Linked DNA regions of Mus musculus: all the other regions are linked to region 3. Evidence: chromatin contacts called from public HiChIP or PLAC-seq data. All regions are on one chromosome and are shown on one strand. Each heading gives the region's core, a stretch centred on a gene start, on an enhancer-like site or on the middle of the called end of the contact. The rest is flanking DNA. Distances are from core to core; before and after follow the strand shown. Region 1 holds the start of Dynll1 (dynein light chain LC8-type 1). Region 2 holds the start of Prkab1 (protein kinase, AMP-activated, beta 1 non-catalytic subunit). Region 3 holds the start of Gcn1 (GCN1 activator of EIF2AK4). Region 4 holds the start of Acads (acyl-Coenzyme A dehydrogenase, short chain).

Region 1 (3,235 bases), core at 198-2,697, 260 kb after region 3:
AGCTTTTTTTTTTTTTTTTTTTTTTTTTAAAGAGAGCAAGAAAAAGAAGATCCTCTCAGACACAGCTGTTGTGAGTGGTACGGTGCTGAGCAGAGGTCAAGCACCCACTCACTGCTGCTGACTCGTTTTATTTCATTTATTTTTTTGGGGGGGAGGGCAGTTTACACAGGATCTCATGTAGCCCAGGCTAGCCTTGGCGCCATCTATCCAAAGCTGGACTTGAATTTCTGATCCTTCTGTTCCTGTCTTCCAGTGTTCTGACTCCCTCCTGGAGCCTCCTGGGGATCAAATATGCAGCCTCTGGCCTCACTCATACCAAGCAAATGCTCTACTGACTGAGGGGTAGCCCAGTATTTTGTTATTTTTATTTATTTATTTATTATGTGGGTACGATTAGTCATAAATGCCAGAGGAGACACATCTTAGGATCACTTTCTTAAGATACGTCTTCCTTTGTATAAATAAATCCTCAGCCAAGAAACTTTGCCCAAATGGACATTCTATCCGAGGAAGCAGCCTCACCTGTACACACTGGGCATCCACCCACATTCCAGATCTTGAGGTCCCCACTGCCTGGCAGACAGGCTCTACCTCCTGGATACGCGATCCCTTTCCCGAATTTCTCCTTCAATCATTAGGCTATCAGTATGTATACGGTCTCCTAGGGCAGTACCAGCTACACAGGGGCTACAGTACGAAATAAGCATGTAGTGTCATGTTATAAAATTCGGAATTTAACCCGGTGTGATGGCGCATGGGGGAGGCGCCAAGAAGAAATGCGAACTTTAGATCATCCTGGGGCTACTTAGGGAGACGATGCTAAGGTAGGGTGGGGAGGACACGGGCAGAAAAAACGAAAAAGAAAGAAAACAGGGTTCAGTGGCAGAACGTAGAACTTGCCTCTCAAGCCCAGGGCCTCCTCAGACACACGCACTTACTTACAAACTTCAGGAATGTGACAGCAGAGCTTCGAACCAAGCCCTACGAGACCCTGAGTGCAACTGCATCGATGGCTCACCCTTGCTAAGCTCGAGGCCACCTGTCAAAGGCCATAAATCGTGCGGACCCCGGGTGGGTGGGGGGAGATGGTGGAAATGGGCGGCACCTGGGGCGGCAGCTCCCAGCCTTCTAGAACCTGCGATTCCAGAACACACCCTGCGCTAACCTCAGTGGGGCCCCCGAGAGGAAAATGCCCGCCCTCACCTCCTTCCAGACTGCTGGGTGGTCCGGGAGCCAGCCACTCGACCCGGGGCTCCGCCTTCAGGGTGTGTGGGCCTCCGCACGCGTGCCGCGCATCGCCCGGGCAACCGACGCTGTGCGCGGTGCATTGTGGTCTGCAACAAAACGCGGGGGAAAGATCCTGAGGGAACCATTGAATCCGCTAGCCAATCGGGAGAGGCTGGCGGTAGCGGATGGCCAATAGCGACGCGGGCCGGGGGCGGGGCCGCGGGCGCAGGGCGGGGCCTAGGGATTAGGCGGCGGCGGCTGGCGTGGGGCAGCTTAGATGCGCCACGGCTTCGGTAGCGACCGGCTGTCTTCTGCTGCTTGAGCGGCGCCCGCACCTTCCCTAGGAGCTCGCAGCAGCCGGCTGGCCTCTGCTCCACGGTGAGACCGGGCTCGGGTCCTCCCCGTCCCCCCTACCTCGGGCCTGCGGTGCGGACCTCGGGAGCTGCCCCTCGGAAGCGGGTGGGGGCGTCGTCCTCAAGGGGGGCGCCGGTCGGGAGGGCAGCGAGCGCGGCCCGCACCCGACCCCTCTCCCTCTTCCCTGCGCTTCGTCACCACACAGGTAACCATGTGCGACCGGAAGGCGGTGATCAAAAATGCAGACATGTCGGAAGAGATGCAACAGGACTCGGTGGAGTGCGCTACCCAGGCGTTGGAGAAGTACAACATCGAGAAGGATATTGCGGCCCATATCAAGAAGGTGAGGACCCGGCGCCGCGTAGTTCCTACTCCCCGATTCTGCGTCCTCTGGGCGCCTGGCAGTTTCCCTGTAGCACTCAGGGCGGCTCGGGATGGATAGTTCTAGAAAGGACGCAAGGGTTTCGCGTTCCTCTGGGGAAGACCAGACCCTCAACGCCAGAAGTTTTTTTTTTTTTTTTAAACCCCCAGCTCCTTGGGGGAAAGCGCCACCTAGCAACGGTTTCCAAGATCAGGGAGTTGCGAGCAGTTCCCCCTGCTGTAGAATTCCTGCGCCGAGGATCCATCTGGGTGTTCCGGGAGGGGGGGGGGTTGCGCCTGCCTGCGTGGGTGTTTCCAGCCGGGCTAGGAGGAGATCTTGCCAGCCTTCTAGTCGGGAGTTAGTCGACAGTTCAGGGAAAGTGGGTGGCAGTGGTGGTTTGGGGGGCTTGGGTGGAGGCTTGGTAAATGGCAGTTTTGTAGAAAGCTGGCGCAAGACTGCCAACTTCTCAAGCTATGTTTGCTGGAAGGAAACTGGAAGCCGAAGCCGTGGGAGGGTTCCAGTGGAGAACGGGAGGATGAAAGACTCACATGGAACAAAAATGAATACTTTTTTTTTTTTTTTGGTTTCTCTGTGTAGCCCTGGCTGTCCTGGAACTCACTTTGTAGACCAGGCTGGCCTCGAACTCAGAAATCCGCCTGCCTCTGCCTCCCAAGTGCTGGGACTAAAGGCGTGCGAGACCACGCCCGGCTTGAATATCTTTTTTTGACAAATGCAGCAGTATGTGCGTCTGGATTGTAAGAGAGACATTCTGCTTAATAAATGAGGTTTTCATACCGATTGCCCGATAAGATAGTAGGAGCCCTAAAGAATTTTACATCATCTCTGGCCCTGGTTCTATCCAACTAGTGAAGAAATGAACACATTGCTAGTTTTAATGTCCATGGGATGGGAGAATCAGGTAGCAGATGCTCTCTAACTTGCTAATTTTTAAGACTGGGTAGATGTGGAGGAGAGCGATTTTAAAAGATAAAGTCCTGGCATTTAACTGTCAGGTTCTGTTGCATTTTTCAGCCTGGCTTGATTTATGTGGTAATTGAGACTTTGTCCTTTGGTCTTTGGGGGGGGGGGTGGTGGTTGTCTTCCTGATTTGGGGTGCATGGCAAATACAGTGGTGGAGCCTGATGAACTGCAAATGCTGATGTCATCTACCTCCATCGAATTGCTGGAGTCAGAGGTGAGGTGCAGATGATGGGTCTTTTAACCCCCCAGCACTAGGAAGGCAGAGGCAGGCAGATCTCTTTGATTTTTGAGACCAAACCAGTTCTAGTGCGG
Region 2 (3,663 bases), core at 110-2,609, 460 kb before region 3:
AAATATAGATGTTCACTGGGCAGGGTGGTACACACCATTAATCCCAACACTTGAGTGGGAGGAAGAGGAAGGTGGATCTCTATGAATTCAAGGCTAGCTTGGTCTACAAAGTAAGTTCCAGGACAGCCAGAGCTGTTACACACAGAAACCATGTCTCAAAAAACACACACAAAAACAGAATAACAAAAAAACCAAAACATATGTATGGGTAAATGTAAGACATGACCTAGAAAATCCAATGCAAAGCAAACAAACAAACCCCACAAGACAATGTTGTTGTTGTTTCTTTAAAGGCTGACTGTGAAGCTGAGATCGTTTTATTACAGCAGTCTGTACCTCTGCTGAAACACTAAGCCCTGATACATTTTACACATAATGTGGCCAATGTAGCCCCAAGGCTCTTGCAAAAAGACTTATCAATAGGCACTCAACTTGAAACAAACAACAGAACCCAACTGAGAACGTCAATTTCCCAGAAATCTTAGGTCTTTAAGTTTTCTCAAACACCTGGAAGATGGTCAGCATCCTCCATCCTTAGTCTACAGACAGAAATTACGATTTGGCCACTCTGGAGAGGCCTTCCTTTTGAAGGAGCCCTAGGTTGTCCTAATACATTCAATTGTGAGAGCCAGTGCATCTACGGGAGAGACTTAAACGTGAGGTTCTTTTGTTTTGTTTTGTTTTTTGTTTGGTTTTGGTTTTTTCGAGACAGGGTTTCTCTGTATAGCCCTGGCTGTCCTGGAACTCACTCTGTAGAACACGCTGGCCTCGAACTCAGAAATCCTCTGCCTCTGCCTCCCAAGTGCTGGGATTAAAGGCGTGCGCCACCAATGCCCGGCGCTTTCTCTTTTTTTCCCTTTTCTTCTTCTTGTTTGTTTTGTTTTGTTTTTACGATTATGTGTATGAATGCTCTGCCCTCCCGTATATGTGTGCACCGCCTTGGGCGCCGGGATCCCCTGGAACTTAAACTGCAAACAGTTGTGAGCCACCATGGAAGCGCCAGGACCCGAACCCGGGTACTCTGCAAGAGCAAGCGCTTGCTCCAAGCCGCCGTGGGTTTCGCGTTTCGTAATTCGAGTTACTGGAGAGTAACCAACTTGGAGTGAGGTGGTCGGCGCCATCCATGGCATTCTGGCATTCTCGCTCGCTCGCGCCTCCCGCTGGCCGCTACGAAGCTCGATCTGGTGGCAGCCCCGAACCACCCGCGACCGCTTCGCGCTGAGCAGCAGGGAAGAGGCGGAAACGGAACTGATGTCACCCTAACTCCGAGAGCGCTCCATCCCCAGTGACCACCCTTCCTTCCTTCCTTCGCTGGGCCCGGCCGGAAGCGGAAGTGGCTAAGGGGTGGAGGGGAGTTGCGGGAGGAGTGTCAGGTTACGCTCCGGCTCTGTTCGGAGTTCCAGTCGCGGTCGCCCGAGCCAGGTAAAGCGGAGCTCGGCGGGCGAGCGAGCGCGCGATCCGAGAGGGCGTGACTCGCGATCCCCGGGGGTCCGACCCGGCCTTTCCGGCTTCCTTGTGTCCCTGCAGATTCCCAGCCATGGGCAACACGAGCAGCGAGCGCGCCGCGCTGGAGCGGCAGGCGGGCCACAAGACGCCGCGGAGGGACAGCTCCGGGGGCGCCAAGGATGGGGACAGGCCCAAGATCCTCATGGACAGCCCTGAAGACGCCGACATCTTCCACTCCGAAGAGATCAAGGTGCTGAGTGGAGGGGCGTCGGAGCCCTCTTGACTCACGGGGAGGGTCCCCCTTTGCTGTAGTTCCCGCCACATTCCCAGCGTCACACCTTGGGGGGGGGCGGGGGAGGTGGCTCTGTCATAGCCCTCTTTGCCGTTCTGGGACTTGTGCCTAATTACCGATGGGAGGAGAGTCACCCTGGGCTTGGTTGAACATCATTAAGGAGAAAGCAGCTCAGGGACCGCGTTTGAGATCCTTAATTAATTAAGAGTCGAGCTAAACTGTAATTGAGCACCCGTGTCGACTTTTCTCTTCGGTGTAATTGATTGCGCGGCTTGGAGACACTTCAGGCCGACCGGCTTTTGCAAAAGTTGGGTTGGGAGTTCTAGTGTTCTTTTTGGCGGTAAAACGGGAGCACATACGTTAAGCTGGAAATGAAGTTGACTAGCTGACTGCCAGAGGTGTTTGGTTCTGACAGTTTCAGTCCACCCTGCTCACTTTATTTTAGATCCGGCAATTCCACTGGAGGAGGTCAGTGACCGAGAGTCACTCTGAACGCCAGCCAGCAGCTAATTACCCCCACTTCTCTCCCACGTTACTGAAATAATGCCTTGGACTTTAAGCAGACCAGAGCAAACAGATTTTTGCAGGCCAAGCTGAAAGTTCCTGCCTGAGCCACATTCTCTTAAAACCACAGTGAGGTGGCCAGTGCTTCCGGCTACAGGGCCCCAGTCCAAGGGCATTTGGTGATTCTAGGAGGAAAGAAGCTAATTGCTCAGAATAAACTACATTCAGGAACGTTGGCGCTCACCAGCCTGGTCTCTGTTACTTGCCGGGTTGCCAACTAATCCCCATTACTTAAACAGGCTAATTGCCTGGCCAGCTCACTCCGCTTTCACTCCCCCACCCCCACCCCCTAACTGGGCTACATAACCCACATTACTATTCTCCAGATCTTAATTTTGGGTCTGACTTTAAAAGAGCCTGCTTTTGCCAGGGAGTGGTGGCACAGCACTTTGATCCCAGCACTTGGGAGGCAGAGGCAGGCAGATGTCTGAGTTCGAGGCCAACCTGGTCAACAGAGTGAGTTCCAGGACAGCCAGGGCTACACAGAACACTTGTCTTGTGGCAGGAGCTTGTTTTCTGAGCTTGTTGCATTAGGGGAAAGGTGTGTACCTCGATCTTTAGCGTGTTTCCCGGTTGAGATTGTCCCCACCCCTAGAAGACATTTTTGCCCAAGGCTATTTAAGAGGAAGTAAAAGGTATTTGTGTTGTAGCCTGTGTATATTGGCAGTGCCCTCTGCTCTCTTTGCAGTGAACTGAGTAAACTTACTTTTTAAAAAGAAATGGGCGATGTGGTGCTGTTCTCTTCAGGGTCAGGGAGGAAGGACTTAGCTGACGTCCTTTCTCTTTTCATCTGTAGTGGCTGATGGATCGAGTCAGGGGTTCTTCCTGTTACCCCAGTTCAGCACTGGAGCTACAGTTACTTGTCCTCTAAAGCGGTGGCTCTCAACCCGTGGGCCGCCACCCTCTTGGAAGCCAACAGACCCTTCACAGGGGTCGGCACCCCAGACCCTGCATGTCGGATATTTGTATTATTACGATTCGGAACCGTAGCAAAGTTACAGATACGAAGTTGCAACCAAATCGTCTTATGGTTGGGGGTCACCACAACATAGGGGACCGTATTAAAGGGGCGCAGCGTTAGGAAGGGTGAGAGCCCCACAGCTCTCAAGCAAACCCTGCTAGTTATCCAATCTGTACGGTTCAGATCCAGGGACTTGCTGGTATCTCTCAGATAACAGCAGATCAGTATCTGGAGTGGAAGTCACAGAAGCCTCCAGGGCTCCTTCAGGGCTTTCTCCACCCTAGAAGTCCGGTGTTTGGCTTCGATTCTGACTGAAGAAGAGAAATGATGCTTATCTAACTGTGTCTCACCCCAGGGTGGGGTGTGTTCCTTTGTCTCTAGCTGGAGTAAGTTCCTCTGA
Region 3 (3,610 bases), core at 448-2,947:
GCCCAGCAAGCGTGAGGGCCCTGGGCTGGGTCCCCAGCGCTACAAAGTAAGATAGGAAAAGTTTCCCACTGGAAACCTTATATGCTAAGAGCCTCTAGGAGTCACACTGGGCATTGGAAAGATCAGCTCTCACACCTCCCAAGTCCACCGATATCTCTGCAGACACCACTGCCCAAGAGAGGATTTTCTGAAATGACAAACCTGATGTGGCTGCTCTGAAGACATGAAGGACAAATCACTTGAAGCACAGGTGGAGAACCGAATTTTTAAATTTCATTTAATTCTGACGAACTTAAGTAAGCTTTACGGCTCTTTTGATAGCACAGTTAGGTAACCTACTACTAAATAACACAACTCTAGGGAGAAGATTCTTAAATATTCAGAAACATTAAGTAACTTCCCTTCTTAGGATTCACTAAGACGCAGCTCTGTCTAAACAAATTACCAAACCCTTTTACTGAAGACCCTTGCAAAGCATCTTTTTAATGATCAGGTTAAATGGCTCCTCTTTGGCGGGCCTTGAGGATCAAACATAAAAATCAATTAATCTCACCCCAGAGACTCAAACTGTTTTTTAAATACGTTCCTGCCAGGCAGGGTAAGCCCCCCACCCACCCATTAAGAAGCCACAGGCAAGATGGCTACAAGTTCAAAGCCAACTCACTATATATATATATTTTTAATTTGTTTGTTTCTCAAGACAGGGGTTTTGTGTGTGTGTGTGTACCCATGTCTGCCTGGAACTCCCTCTGTAGACCAGGCTGGACTGGCACTCAGAGATCCACCTGCCTCTGCCTTCCAAGTGCTGGGATTAGAGACGTGCCACCACCGCGCCACCACTACCTGGCCTTGATCTACATTTTTGAAAAGGGAGGGTGGGATGGAGACATGGAGAGAAAAAAAAATTATGTTTCTTATTTATTATTTCATCCTTCCACGAGGCTACAAAAGAGGCTGAGATGGAGAAGGGGGTAGCCTCAACGCCTCCCTGAACTGCAAGGTACCCACAGGTGTGAACGCACAACGGTGTCACGACTCTTCGCAGGTGAAGACATTTTGAGATCTCACCCAGGACCCAGTTAACACCCAGCAAACCCACATGGGACCCTACTATTTTGTCTCAATACATCTTCCCATAAAATAACATAGGATATCGGTATTATCACCACCACCAAATGTTAAAAGGACCGAGACCCTGAGGGGTGATGTCATTGATCCAACGCCTTGACGAAACCAACGAGCGGAGGCTCAACTCCGAACCCGTATGGACATAAAAAGGCTACGCTCCGAGTGTGGGCACAGAGTCGGGGGGCCTCTGCATCGCCCCGCGGGCTCCGGAGAACCGTAGCCGACGCCGAGTGTAAGCTCTGCCACCGCCGGGACCCGCACAGCCCCAGCACGGCACCCGCTACCCCGAAGCCAAGCGGATGGCAAGATGCTCGAGTCCAGGGTCGCTCTGCTCGCCCAGGCCGGCCGGAGCCTCGAGCCGCGAGCAGCCGCCGCCCCCTTCCCCCGCGCCGCCGCTTCCGTCTGCGCCCTCCGCGGCCGTGGGCGCCGCAGCCTCCGCCCGGGCAATCCCGCCGCCCCACTGCCCGCGCTCCGGGTCCGGTCCCCGCCGCCCGCCGCGTTGGCCGCCGCAGCCGCCCGCCTCACCTGCGTGTCCGCCGCCATCCTGCCGGCGCCCAGTCCGGAACCGCTTCCGGAGCGCTTCCGGGTCACAGCAGGGCCCACGCGGCAAGGCGAGGCCTGGCGCCCCCGGGCGGGAGGGCGGCCGCAGGTCGTGCTCTGCAGCCCCTGGGCGCGGGATCTCCTCGATTCGGCCTCCCCCGGACAGCGCCCTGCAGCTCTGGCATCCTTGGGGGGATCCCGGGTCCAGCACCGACACCCCCCATCGTGCTGTTTCCTAGGCCCCAGGAATGAACCCAAAGACTAGTCTCAGGCCCAAGAGGCTTGGAGGTTAGAACAGGTGATGGTGAGGTACGCGGGAGGGATGCAGGGATGACCCGGGAATTGCGTGACCTGCTGGGAGCCTCAACTGCAGACAGCTAGGGACAGGGTTGAGGAAGAGTTCGATGTCTTAGGACAATTATTGAATTTTTACTATAACTCAAGAGTGTGCTTGGAGAATGCGGTCTCCAGGCTTCTTGGCCCTCAGCAGTGGCAACTATACAGATGGGGGGCCGGGCGTGGTGTCGCACGCCTTTAATCCCAGCACTCGGAAGGCAGAGGTAGGCGGATTTAAGGCCAGCCTGGTCTAAAGTGAGTTCCAGGACAGCCAGGGCTACACAGAGAAACCCTGGGGGGTGAGGGAGGGAGAAGAAAAAAAAATATATATATACACACACATAGATGTATAGTGACGTCACAAGGTTAATGATAGCAATAGGGCATTGCATTTGATACAGTATTCACCTACTTGTTAGAGCCCATTTTTTAAATCCTCAGCTTTTCAGACTTAACACTTACTGAATGCCTATATGAACCAACATCAAACTACTATCGGGTTAGAGGTTGCAATTCTAGGGTAACTTTTTGTCTAGTTACCTGTGATGCACAGGCAGTATTTTAGCTCTTGCAGCAGCTTTTTACATAGCAAGTTATTCTAGTTTGCACCCCCGATTAGTACATCAAAGCAACCCTACATGCACACCTTAGTGGCTAGTTATTAACTGCCCCTGTATTCAAGACTTAATCTACCAAGAAAAAACTTTAGCCAGCACGTGGAAACTCAACTACACATCTAAACTACACAAACACAAGTATAACTTCATTACTAAACACACAGCAGTGACTCAATTACTGCAGGCAGAAGGCTGAGGCAGATCAACTTCTACACCAATCCTCATCTCAAAAGGCACAATCAGGCCCGAGTTCAATCACCACTCACCTGGATACTCCTTGCCATAGCTCAGTATCACCATCTCAGGCCCTCTCAGACTTCAGTCCTTAAACCACGCCTAGCTCAAACCCAGCCTTCTACCCCTGCCTCAGCCTTAAGCAACAGGGCTCTGGACCTGCATCACTCTGCCTTGGAGCAGTAAGGCTACCTATGAACAATGGCTTGGACATCCAGTGATATACAGAAAGCAGACCCAGATACCAAACCATATAGATTTGGTATGGCTCATAGGTCTCTTAACCATTGAGCTTAGTATACATATATATTATGTATACATATGATATATATCCAACATGGACTACCATAGGAATATAAAGGCCAGGCTTGGGGCTTGATGACATACACCTTTAATTCACACCTGGAAAATCTTTGTCCCAGACTAGCTATGGCACCAAGTCAAGAGACTGTCTCAAAAAACAAACAAAGCCCACAAAAACACTAGGAGCTTTAATTTTAGAAACAAAGATGCCAACACAAAGTAAACAGTAGCGGTTTTGCTTTTTCATCCTGCTTAAGTGAACAAACTAAATAAATCCAGACCGGAGTTTTAAGAGAAGTAAGCCTTTATTTCCATCTTTCTCAAATTAAGCAGGCTGACTTGGTTGCTTTGGCGGGATTAGTCGAAGAGACCGAATCCCATATCCTCATCTGATTCCTCCGACTCTTCCTTTGCTTCAGCTTTGGCAGGGGCTGCAGCAGCCGCAGGGGCAG
Region 4 (3,266 bases), core at 29-2,528, 450 kb after region 3:
AAGTCTACCCTCTGCACCACCTCTCAGGCTCCAGTGTCTCTCTTTCGTCTTCCATCCGGTTCTGTCTGGTGACCAGGTAGGGAAGACGGATGGATGACCAGAGGATTGGGCAAAGAGTCAGCACGTTATTTGAAAGCCCCCCCCCCCCTTTAAAGGCAGTTCCAGACTTTGGGGGTGGGGGAAGAAATGGACAGATGGGATCATTTGCAGTCTAAACTACCACCCTCTCTTCAGTGTATTGTTTTCTAGGTAGTGGTGGGCTGTGAAGTTCAGTGAGCAGATATGTAGGGTGCATGTAAACCAGGGAGCTAATGACACTGACAGTCTCTGGGACCGAGCGAAGTTGTTCTGAGGGTGCTAGGACTCAACCCTCAACCCTTGGAGTTAATGGGCAGTACCCCTACTCCCAGCAGGGCTCTGCCCCCCCCCCCCCCACGAGGTGCAGAAGACAGTAGCTCTGTTTCACATTCACATCTGAGGGCTGGAGGGAATCTTCCTGCCCAGCATCCCCATGCAATGGGCTAGATACTGAGCCTTCCAGGCTTTTTGTTTTTTGTTTTGTTTTGTTTTAAAGATTTATTTTATTATTTTATGTACATACACTGTAGCTGTCTTCATACACTCCAGAAGAGGGAGTCAGATCTCATTACGGATGGTTGTGAGCCACCATGTGGTTGCTGGGATTTGAACTCTGGACCTTCGGAAGAGCAGTCGGGTGCTCTTACCCACTGAGCCATCTCACCAGCCCCCTTCCAGCCCTTTTGGAATCCACAGACTAGTGTGAGAGATGAATAGTAAATAAATAAGTAAAATAAAAGGCTGGATGTAAAACTGTGGGCTAGGAATGGTAGCATGAAATCCAGGCAAGAGGGCAAAAGCTGCCTGCCTTGTGTGGCCGAGCAAAGATGGTCAGGGAGCCAGGGATTACGCTGACAGCTGACAGGATGCAGAAGTGGGTGGGCAGGAGTAGGTGCTAGCTCTTCTCTTCTCTCCCTAAAACTGAACCCAGCGCCTTATGTCTGCTAGGCAGGGAGGACCTCCTCACGCCCTCTTTAAACTTTCATTTTGAAGATACTGCAAAGTTGCCCAAGCTGGGCTTGAATTTACTCCGTAATACAGGGAGAACCTGCAATTCTGCCTCAGGCTCAGAAGTCGCTGGAATTAAGTTGACTTCCTGGGTGAGGCCCGGACCCTAGGTCGTGAGCCTGTCTCAGGCCTGCCCCTGCGGCCCGGTGGGCGTGGCCCGGGCTCGGCGCCGGCCCCGCCCCTGCAGCCGTGTGGGCGTGGCCCAGGCCCTGCCCCTGCCGTCCGGAACTCCAGAGCTGCTGCAGGAGGTCCTGGAGGTCTGTGCCCATGGCTGCCGCCTTGCTCGCCCGGGCCCGTGGCCCTCTCCGTAGAGGTGAGTGCGGAGCCCCAGGGCGGGTCACAGGGCGGAGATCCTGGCGGCCGGTCCTGCTGTGGCCCCGGGCAGACGAGTGGGCAGCACCCAGTGGCTGCGCGTGGCCTTTGTCCTAGTTTGGTAGCCTCTGGCCGGTGCAAGGCCCAGACTCTGAGGGATCCGGGCTCCTGCTCGGCGCTTTTCCCGCGGGTCCCTCATCGCCAGCTCCCCTTATGCGGCCCTATCCACACCCCTTACGCCATTTCAGTCCTAGCTGAGGTTCTGGGTGAGTTGGTCCTTCATGGCGGGGGGTGGGGGGAGGGGCTTGGCATTTAACTCCGACCTATGACCTTGGACATAACTCTCAACCTCTCTGCATCAAGTGGTCCAAGTGTCAACTGTTTCCATCCTCAGAGCTCTATTAAATCACAGGATGCATCGTGGTTGGCATCTAACGTGTTTTCTTAACGTTAGCATTTACTTTTTTGTTTGTTTGTTTTTGTTTTGTTTTTCGAGACAGGGTTTCTCTGTATAGCCTTGGCTGTCCTGGAACTCACTTTGTAGACCAGCCAGAAATCCGCCTGCCTCTGCCTCCTGAGTGCTGGGATTAAAGGCGTGAGCCACCACGCCCGGCATACTTATTTTTAATAGTGTTTCCTCTCCTGTGCAGCAGCCCTGACACTATGGCCACCGCTTCCTTTGGCTAATCCAGAGTCACATTAACAATTAGATCAGTGTTAAATAAGCCATTAAGTACTTCTTTAATCTTTCCACTGCCGGGAGCTGAGTTCTGTTCTTGTCCACATTTTATAGAACTCCCAGACCCCAGACCCAGTGAAACTTAAAATCCATTTCCGAGGTGTTGTAAATGGGATTATATGGAGGAAGTGTTTAGCGAGCAGTTAAGCATTCAGTTAGCCTGGGCTTTTCTGTAACACTCTGTTGACATTGTATCAATACATTTTTTTTTTTTTCTATTGAGACAGGGGTGGGGGGGTGGGGGGTGGGGGGGTGGAGTGGTGCTCTTTTTTTTTCTTAAAAGTTTATTTTTATTTTTATTTGTATGAGTGCTTTGCCTGCATGTGTGCCTGCATAAGTGTGCCGTGTCCCACAGAGGCCAGAAGAGTGTGTTGGATCCTCTGGACCTTTCATTACAGACAATTAGCCACTCTGTAGCCTGGTTCCTCTGAAAGAGCAACAAGTGCTCTTAACTGCTGAACCATTCCTCCAGACCCTGGGATGAATGAAATCTTGACTTATTGCATAGGCTAGCCTGAACTCCAGGCTACCTCAGCGTTTGTTCTTCTTACAGAAGATCTGAGTTCAGATCCCAGCGCCCATGTTGGGCAGCTCCTAATCCCCTGTAAGGTCCAGGGGATCTGACGCCCTCCTCTGGCCTCTGTGGGTACCTGCATGCATGTGTACATACATAAACACAGACTCACAGACACATAAAGAGAAAGGAGTCTTAAGATCTTTCACACTGTCCTTCCCTAACTCGGATCATCCTCTGATAGCTCTCGGTGTTCGGGACTGGCGACGGTTACACACTGTTTACCAGTCTGTGGAGCTGCCTGAGACACACCAGATGTTGCGTCAGACATGCCGTGACTTTGCCGAGAAGGAGTTGGTCCCCATTGCGGCCCAGCTGGACAGGGAGCATCTCTTCCCCACAGCTCAGGTGAGTGCAGCAGCCTCACTGTGAGTGTGTGGCTCAGAGTGGCTCACAGTGTCCAGAGGCGGCAGCCAGGGGCGCCACGACCTCTGGTAGGAAGCTCAGAACATACTCTGAATGTTCAGCATCTGGCCCCTAGCCAAGATGTGCCAACTTTTTAAGAAGATGCATTTATTAACTAAGTGCATCTATGTGTGCCTGTTTGTCTGGATT

The links. HiChIP or PLAC-seq counts read pairs in DNA pulled down with a chosen protein or histone mark.
Region 1: a contact with region 3 is called in an H3K4me3 HiChIP or PLAC-seq map of embryonic stem cells, with 7 times the contacts expected there. The contact joins the promoter of Dynll1 here to the promoter of Gcn1 in region 3. A contact is called at or near these places in 2 of 39 promoter capture datasets (cranial neural crest and embryonic stem cells), 1 of 484 Hi-C or Micro-C datasets (CD8 T cells), 5 of 115 datasets of contacts at active chromatin or transcription factors (bone marrow-derived macrophages, embryonic stem cells, memory CD8 T cells and 1 more) and 2 of 9 other capture datasets (adipose tissue and liver).
Region 2: a contact with region 3 is called in a FOXA1 HiChIP or PLAC-seq map of pancreatic cancer cells. The contact joins the promoter of Prkab1 here to the promoter of Gcn1 in region 3. A contact is called at or near these places in 1 of 484 Hi-C or Micro-C datasets (erythroblasts), 4 of 115 datasets of contacts at active chromatin or transcription factors (embryonic stem cells, extraembryonic endoderm stem cells, memory CD8 T cells and 1 more) and 1 of 9 other capture datasets (adipose tissue).
Region 4: an H3K4me3 HiChIP or PLAC-seq map of embryonic midbrain shows a contact between it and region 3, with 4 times the contacts expected there. The contact joins the promoter of Acads here to the promoter of Gcn1 in region 3. A contact is called at or near these places in 3 of 39 promoter capture datasets (liver and pre-B cells), 1 of 484 Hi-C or Micro-C datasets (B cells), 2 of 115 datasets of contacts at active chromatin or transcription factors (embryonic midbrain and pancreatic cancer cells) and 1 of 9 other capture datasets (adipose tissue).

The regions. Positions count from the first base shown.
Region 1 is chr5:115,299,202-115,302,436 of GRCm38.p6, reverse strand. Dynll1 (dynein light chain LC8-type 1) reads left to right here and starts at 1,447. Exons shown (of 3, transcript NM_019682.4): 1 at 1,447-1,605; 2 at 1,787-1,924. The coding sequence starts at 1,793. Gm13830 (predicted gene 13830) reads right to left here and starts at 1,317. Exons shown (of 2, transcript NR_131932.1): 1 at 1,204-1,317.
Region 2 is chr5:116,022,124-116,025,786 of GRCm38.p6, reverse strand. Prkab1 (protein kinase, AMP-activated, beta 1 non-catalytic subunit) reads left to right here and starts at 1,359. Exons shown (of 7, transcript NM_031869.2): 1 at 1,359-1,696. The coding sequence starts at 1,538.
Region 3 is chr5:115,563,350-115,566,959 of GRCm38.p6, reverse strand. It overlaps Gcn1 (GCN1 activator of EIF2AK4), which reads right to left and starts at 1,697. Exons shown (of 58, transcript NM_172719.2): 1 at 1,654-1,697. The coding sequence starts at 1,671. Rplp0 (ribosomal protein, large, P0) reads right to left here. Exons shown (of 7, transcript NM_007475.5): 7 at 3,231-3,610. The coding sequence ends at 3,516.
Region 4 is chr5:115,117,358-115,120,623 of GRCm38.p6, reverse strand. Acads (acyl-Coenzyme A dehydrogenase, short chain) reads left to right here and starts at 1,278. Exons shown (of 10, transcript NM_007383.3): 1 at 1,278-1,399; 2 at 2,896-3,059. The coding sequence starts at 1,354.